Linked DNA regions of Oryctolagus cuniculus: region 1 is linked to region 2. The links are chromatin contacts, called in public Hi-C maps. All regions are on one chromosome and are shown on one strand. Each heading gives the region's core, a stretch centred on a gene start, on an enhancer-like site or on the middle of the called end of the contact. The rest is flanking DNA. Distances are from core to core; before and after follow the strand shown. Region 1 holds the start of NEURL1 (neuralized E3 ubiquitin protein ligase 1). Region 2 overlaps NEURL1 (neuralized E3 ubiquitin protein ligase 1).

Region 1 (3,084 bases), core at 259-2,758, 40 kb before region 2:
CAACTCAAGGGACTTAACCGAGCTCTTCACGGGCGGGCAGGGGTTCACCGGGTCATTGGTCCTGGGCCTCTCCCAGGACACAGGGACCCCAGGGTGAACGGGAGGGACTTGTGATGTCCCCGAGCACTTATGATCTACTTGGGGGGAGGGAGAGGGCAGAACAGAACAGGAGAAAGCTACTTCAAGAGGGGTTCTGTATCCAAGGCGTGAAGAGCATAAAACAGAAGAATGGGAAGTGGCTGAGGGGCCGGTGCTGTAGCAGGTGAAGCCGCTGCCTGCAGTGCCAGCATCCCACGTGGGCGCCCGTTCGAGTCCCGGCTGCTCCACTCCTGATCCAGCTCTCTGCTGAGGCCTGGGAGTGCAGTGGAGGGTGGCCCGAATGCTGGGGCCCCGCACCCACGTGACAGACCCTGAGGAGACTCCTGGCTCCTGGCTTTGCATCAGCCCAGCTCTGGCTGTTGCAGCCATTTGGGGAGTGAACTAGTGGATGGAGGACTTCTCGGTCTCCCTCTGCCTCTGCCTCTCTGTGGCTCTGCCTTTCAAGTGAATGAATAAATCTTAAAAAAATAAATAAAGAAAGAAGTGGCTGAGAGCGTGGAATGGTCAGAGAGGGTCAGGACACAAACTCTGCCTGATGTGGGGAGAGAACCTTCTGGGAGAGGATGGATGAGATGCCCATTGCCCACTGGGGTCTTTGCTGGACCGGGGACCAGGTTTGCTGAAGCCAGACCAAGGAGGAGACCTGACTGTGGGAGGAGGGGCCTGGAGCATCCCCTCCATTCCCCCGGGAGACAGTGACGCCGGGGCAGGTAGCAGGAGAGTGCCCTTTCTCTCCCTGAAAGCTCTGGGCAGCAGTGCTGAGTCTCACGGATGGAACAGTCACCTGAGGCCCTTCCTCCAGGAAGCCTTCTCTGACTGCTACAGGCTGCGGATCCCACCTGCCTGGACAGAGCCGCTCAGTTCAGTCAGTGGTTCTCTGATGCTCTGTCCCTGACTGTCCCCAAGCTTGACCAGAGCCCCGCTCCTGTGGGTCTGCTCTGCGTGCCCCCCAAAGCCCCCGGTTTGTGCAGCAATGGGACCGCCTGGGGTCCTGGTGCTGAACCCTCGCCCCAGCGCCCCTTTGGACCTGACTGGGTCGGAGGGTGGAGTGTCGGGGTTCCTAATTTCCATTCCTTTGTTCAGTCATCCACTCACTCATTCGTTTTCCTGGAGCTCACTGCGCCCTTCCAAGCCCTGCACCTGGCGCTGGGAAAACCCGCACATCCGAGAGGCGACGCTCGGAGTCCCTTCCAGATGCCCCTCCGGTCTTCCAGAAGCAGCTCCAGGGGCCCTGCCAGGGCAGGAGCCCCGGCCTCGGAGCCCAACTCCTCGCGCCGCCGGCAACGCCCCGGACCCACATCTGGCCGAACGGGCGCGCGCGTGTCACTAAGACGCTCATTCACCGGCGCCGCTGTCGCCATAGCAACCGGAGCGGGGGACTCCCGGAGACTGCGGGGGCCCGGGCCGCGGTCGCAGGAGGGGCCGGCAGGGGGCGGGAGCGCGAGCGCGGCGGCCGCGGAGACCCGGCACGGCCCGCGCCCCTCGGAGCCCGGCGCCACGCGCGTTGCCGTAGCCGCCGTCCCCGCGGGCGGGGACCGAGCCTGTCACCGAACCGCCGGGCCCCGGGCTAGCCGAGCCACCGAGCGCCCGCGCCGCGAGCCCTGACTCTATGGCCCCGGGGGAGCGCGCCGAAGCCGCCGCGCCGCCCGCCACCTGCCGGAACCCGAGCGCCAGCCGTAGGGAGAGGGGAGCCCCGGGCGCCGCTGGCCCCGGCCCAGGGGCCCGACCGCGGCCCCCGCCCCCGGCGCGGGGCATGGGAGGCAGGTAGCCGGCGGGCGCGAGGCCAGCTGCGGCGAGCAGGACCCGCCGAGGACGCCAAGCCCAGAGACAGGGAGGGAGGAGAGCAGCGGCCCGCCCGCCCCCGGCCGCAGCCCCACCAGGGCCCTCCCCCGGCGGCGCGCACCGGCGCGCGCACTGGCACACAGCCCCTCGGCGGCTGCCCAACCTCGCCTGCCCCCAGCCAGCGCCGGAGCCCCGGGGCCGGATGCCATGGGTAACAACCTCTCCAGTGTCCCCTCTCTGCCGCGAGGGAACCCGAGCCGGGCGCCGCGGGGTCACCCGCAGAACCTCAAAGGTAAGCTTCGCGGGCCCGGCGCCGCCGGGGGACGCGGGGCGCAGGTGGAAGGGCAAGGCGGGCTGCAGACGTGTTGTTGGGCAGCACGGGCAGGTGCCACCTGTTGGGCGTATTTGGAGACAGGGGGTGCACACCTGGCGGGGGCCGGGCGCGCGGCGGGTGAGGGTGAAAGTCGGGGAGGATGGCGTTCCGTGTTCCAGCGCTGGGCTCGTCCCCGGAGTCCCCTCAGGCCCTGACGCTAGGCGGCGTGAGGAGGGGGCGGGGAAGGGCGCTCGCCGCGCGGGTGCGGGAGTGTGGAGGGAAGCTCAGGTGGTCCCGCGGGCTCCTCGGGGGAGGAGGCCGGAAGCCCTGGTTGCGCACAGGATCCGGGGGGTCTTAACAATCCGGGCCGGGCAGAGCAGCCTGGCAGGCGGCGCGGCGCCCATGGCTCCCGGGGTCCTTTGCAGCTGTTGACTTTTCGCATCCGCTGAGCTCGCTCGGTTTGCGTTCTGTCGGAGCCCTGTCAAAGAGCGGCTTGGAGCCTTGAAACGGGGGCGCATTTCCCGGGAAGGTTTTGTGCCCCGCGCCCTCAGCGTCACCCAGCGCCTGGCCCCTGGCCTTGCAGCTCCCAGCGCTGCCTCTGGGGGACCCCTGGCCCTTGTGCCCTGTCAGTTCCTGTCAGAACCAGCAGCCCAGTCGGGAGGGCCCACTCCCTCGCGTCCCCCTGCCGCAGACACCTCAGCGTGCCTGGGTTGGCAGCAGAGCTAATCATACCCATTTTACAGTTGAGGAGAACCGAGGCTTATTTACGGTTCCCCGGGCCAGCGGGAGTGGGAACCCCGGGCGTCAGACGCGTCTTCTGACTTAAAAGCTCTGTCCCCTCTTTTGCTGGACAGTTAATTTTCAAGACTGAGACAGAGGAGACATGGGGC
Region 2 (3,223 bases), core at 319-2,818:
CTTCTTTGTCTTAACCCCTCCTTGACTTTTACAGGAGGAAGAGGTGCTGGGGTCCCTACTGATGGGGTTGAGGTCCTTCCTGGGAGCCAAGTTGGTGAGCACTGTGGACTGGGGAGACAGTGAGGACCCACACAGGGAGTGGGGGTGCTATAAAGCTCTGCAGGGCAGAAGGCCCAGGCAGCTGGTAGAGCTCTGGGCTGACTGACTCAGACCCAGGCCCAGTTTGGCCATTTCCCTGCTTCCTCCTGGGTCAGGCGGGGAAGCAGCAGCCCCGTCATACACACACATAGCCCCTCCTCCCATTCCACGCTGTCCTGAGGACAGCTCACTGCGTCCTGCAACAGCCCGGGGAGGAAGACTGTTTTCATGAACCCTGTCTTTGAGAAGAGGAAACAGACACCCAGGTGGTAATTGGGCTGAGATTTGAACCCTGGCAGCCTCACTCCAGAGTCTGCTTCCAGCCGTGCTGTGAAGGCCCCAGTGTAGACAACACTCTTAATGGCACAGTGACAGGTGGTTGGTGTTGTCAAACCATAGGGATCTGTTTGCCAGTGGGCCTTCCGGGAGTGCTCCCACCCAAGGCCTGGGCCCCGTGGGGTGGTCCTGCACTGTCAGTCCATCTACCAGTGATGCTCAGTGTTTCAGCCCAAAGGTTGGAACGGGAGACTCCACAGATGGCCGGGGCCAGGGCCCAGGAGCAGGCATGAAAATCTGCATCAGCCTGTCCAGTGCTCTGCCTTCCCCTGTGAGCCAGCTCTGCGTGGGAGGCAGGAAGCGGACTCCTCGGGAGGGGCAGGGTGGGCTGCAGAGGCCCGGGGCGGGGGGGAGTCCCTCCCAGCCTTGGGGTGGCTTCAGCTGGCTGGGGGCCTGGCGCTGGAAACGGTGGGCATTGGGAGTTCTGGCTGAGCCATGGGCCTGAAGGTGCGAGTGGGCATGCACGCCATTTGCATGTGTGTTCCTGGTGGGGGAGGGGTGTCTGCCCAAAGAAGAGGATTTAGCCTCCTGCCGTCAGCGGCCAGCTTTTCTCATGATCCAGGCAGGCCCAGCAGGGATCAGTCGATTCGTTTTCATATCTCTGACAGGTGAGGCTCACGTCTTGCTGCAGCACATGGGTCTCCCCATCTCTCTGCCTCTCTCCCCCCATAAGTGTCGCATTGACCTTCCTCCCTTCCCCAGCCAGGTTATACTGAGGGAGCAGATCTTAGGAAAGCAGACCCTGGTCGTTCGTCACTTACTGTCTCTGGCACAAGGGTTCACTTCAAGTTTAAGATTCCTTCTCCTGCTCTAAGGCAGGATGCCTACCAGGTGACAAGGGGCCATGTTTAATCCCCTTCCTTAGGAGAACTGGGCTCCCTGTGCCATGTATTTGCATATACAGCATGCATGCAAAAACACATGGGCAGCTTAGAGTGGTGCCTGGGGCAGGCTCAGTGCTTGTTAAAGCAGGTCCTCCATGTCTCCTCCTCCAAGTAGCTTAGATCCTCAGTGCCGCAGTCATTTCCTGCACCCGGAGTCATTGCTCTCCAGCTTCTGCTTGGGCTCCTGAATCCTCTGGGCCTCCGAGCAGTTGCCTGGCCGCGTTCAGCCCTCCCGCCCGCCTGTGTTGTGTTATCACCATGTTCCAGGAGAGGTGGCCGAGGCCCCGATAGCTCAGCGGATTGCCTGGTCACATGGCCATAGCACTGACCTGTCTGACCTCTAGACCAGAGCTCCCAACAGCCCCTGGGGTGCGGGGGGTGGGGGAAGGCAGATCCATCCACCCTTCCTGGCAGGTGACAGAGATCTTATCACAGGCAAATGTTTGCTTCCAGCTGGGGGCTCTATGGGTGTGGGCTGGCACACTCTGTCTTGCGAATAGAAGCCTGCGTTCTTCCTTGTGCGCTTCTCTCTGCTTGGCATGGACGGGGACCCCTCTGTCTAGTCCAGGCTGGCCAGGCTGGCCCTGAAGCCCAGAACTGGGGAGCAGGAGCAGGTGTGTTTGTGTTTCCGGAGGGTCCAAGAAAGGGCTACTTGGCAATGGGCCAGCGGTGGGAGGGACGCCCAACTTCGGTCTGTTTTCTCAGATTCCCTTTCAGTCTCCACCCCCGCCTGTGCACCTGTTGTGTTCCCGTCATCCCGGGCGGCTGGCAGCTGTCAGCGCGGGGCACCTGTCCCAACCCCAGAGGACGCCCTCTGGGCTCCTTGGCTCAGGTTTCTCTGCAGCACTCAGCTCTGTCTCCCTCTCGGTCCTGGTGGCTTTCTGTCCTTCTGTCCTCACCTCCATCTGCTGCACTGTCTTCAAACTCCACGCGGCAGTGCCACTCCTGTGCTGGCTCCGGGCATGGGAGGAGGCCGTGTTCCCTGCTCCTCTCTCTCAGGCCCCGCTTACTGTGGTAAGGAGGATGGCCTGGCAGGTTGTCCTTAAGCCCCAAATGCCAGGTGACTCATCAGCTCTATCAAATTGTCTCTTGTTCTTGATGGAAAAAACCCCATGGCAGCTAGGAGCTGCCTCCCAGCTCCTCCCACCAGGGCCACGCCCCTCCCTGACTTACCCCCAGGGCCAACAGTCACTTCCGCCTCCTCCATGCCCTGTGCAGCTTTGTCTTCTCCCCTGCTGATGCCCTGACCTGGATGTCCCACTAAACCTAGGGCCAGCAGACATTCATCTTGCGCTCGAGGCCTCTTTGTCCTCCACCCACTATGGAGTCTCAAGGCTGTCTCTAACGTACTAGGTCTTCATGGCTACATCTACAAAATGGGCACAGGACTTGCCTGCCTGATGGCAGGGCTGGACCCAGTGTTCTGAGGAGGCTCTTCCATCTGAGAGGCCTGCGGGCTGTAATTTGGATGGTTCCCGTTGTTCAGTGAGTTTGTCCCATGTTCTCCCCTGCAGTTGCTAGAAGGCAGATGTAGGCAGGGCCTTGGAGGACACAGATGAGAAAGGACTCAGTGAGCAGAGAGCCGGGTAGGGTAACCCACCATGAAAACCCAGCTGGCGCCCCGGAGGGAAGAGGAGCTGGCAGACAGGCACTGGGAGAGAGGGGGATGGCGGGAGAGCAGGGATGGCCATGGTGGCAGGGAGGGTCTTGGGAGAGCCCAGGCAGCTGCACTTCCCTGAATGGGGCCAGAGGCTGCTAGGGCAGCGAAGGAAGGGCAGTTTACTGAAGACCAGCTGGGAATTCTGCCAGAGCTGGGAGCCCCCGGGGCATGCCCAGCCCTGCTTCCTGCCTGTGGGATTCCATGT

The links. Hi-C and Micro-C count contacts between places; a contact is called where the count stands out from the background.
Region 1: a contact with region 2 is called in a Hi-C map of psoas muscle, with 2.3 times the contacts expected there. The contact joins the promoter of NEURL1 here to the enhancer-like site in region 2. A contact is called at or near these places in 2 of 6 Hi-C or Micro-C datasets (psoas muscle and an unstated tissue).

Annotation. Positions count from the first base shown.
Region 1 is chr15:26,526,423-26,529,506 of mOryCun1.1, reverse strand. It overlaps NEURL1 (neuralized E3 ubiquitin protein ligase 1), which reads left to right and starts at 1,508. Exons shown (of 7, transcript XM_051824142.2): 1 at 1,508-2,173. The coding sequence starts at 2,089. LOC127484235 (a long non-coding RNA gene) reads right to left here and starts at 1,445. Exons shown (of 2, transcript XR_007911102.2): 1 at 1,195-1,445.
Region 2 is chr15:26,486,481-26,489,703 of mOryCun1.1, reverse strand. NEURL1 (neuralized E3 ubiquitin protein ligase 1) reads left to right here. Exons shown (of 7, transcript XM_051824142.2): 2 at 35-94. Among named protein-coding and RNA genes, the nearest start is that of NEURL1, 40 kb to the left of the region's middle. Within about 2 kb of position 1,568, at least 2 of the 8 cell types and tissues checked have an H3K27ac peak or open chromatin away from gene starts, as enhancers often do.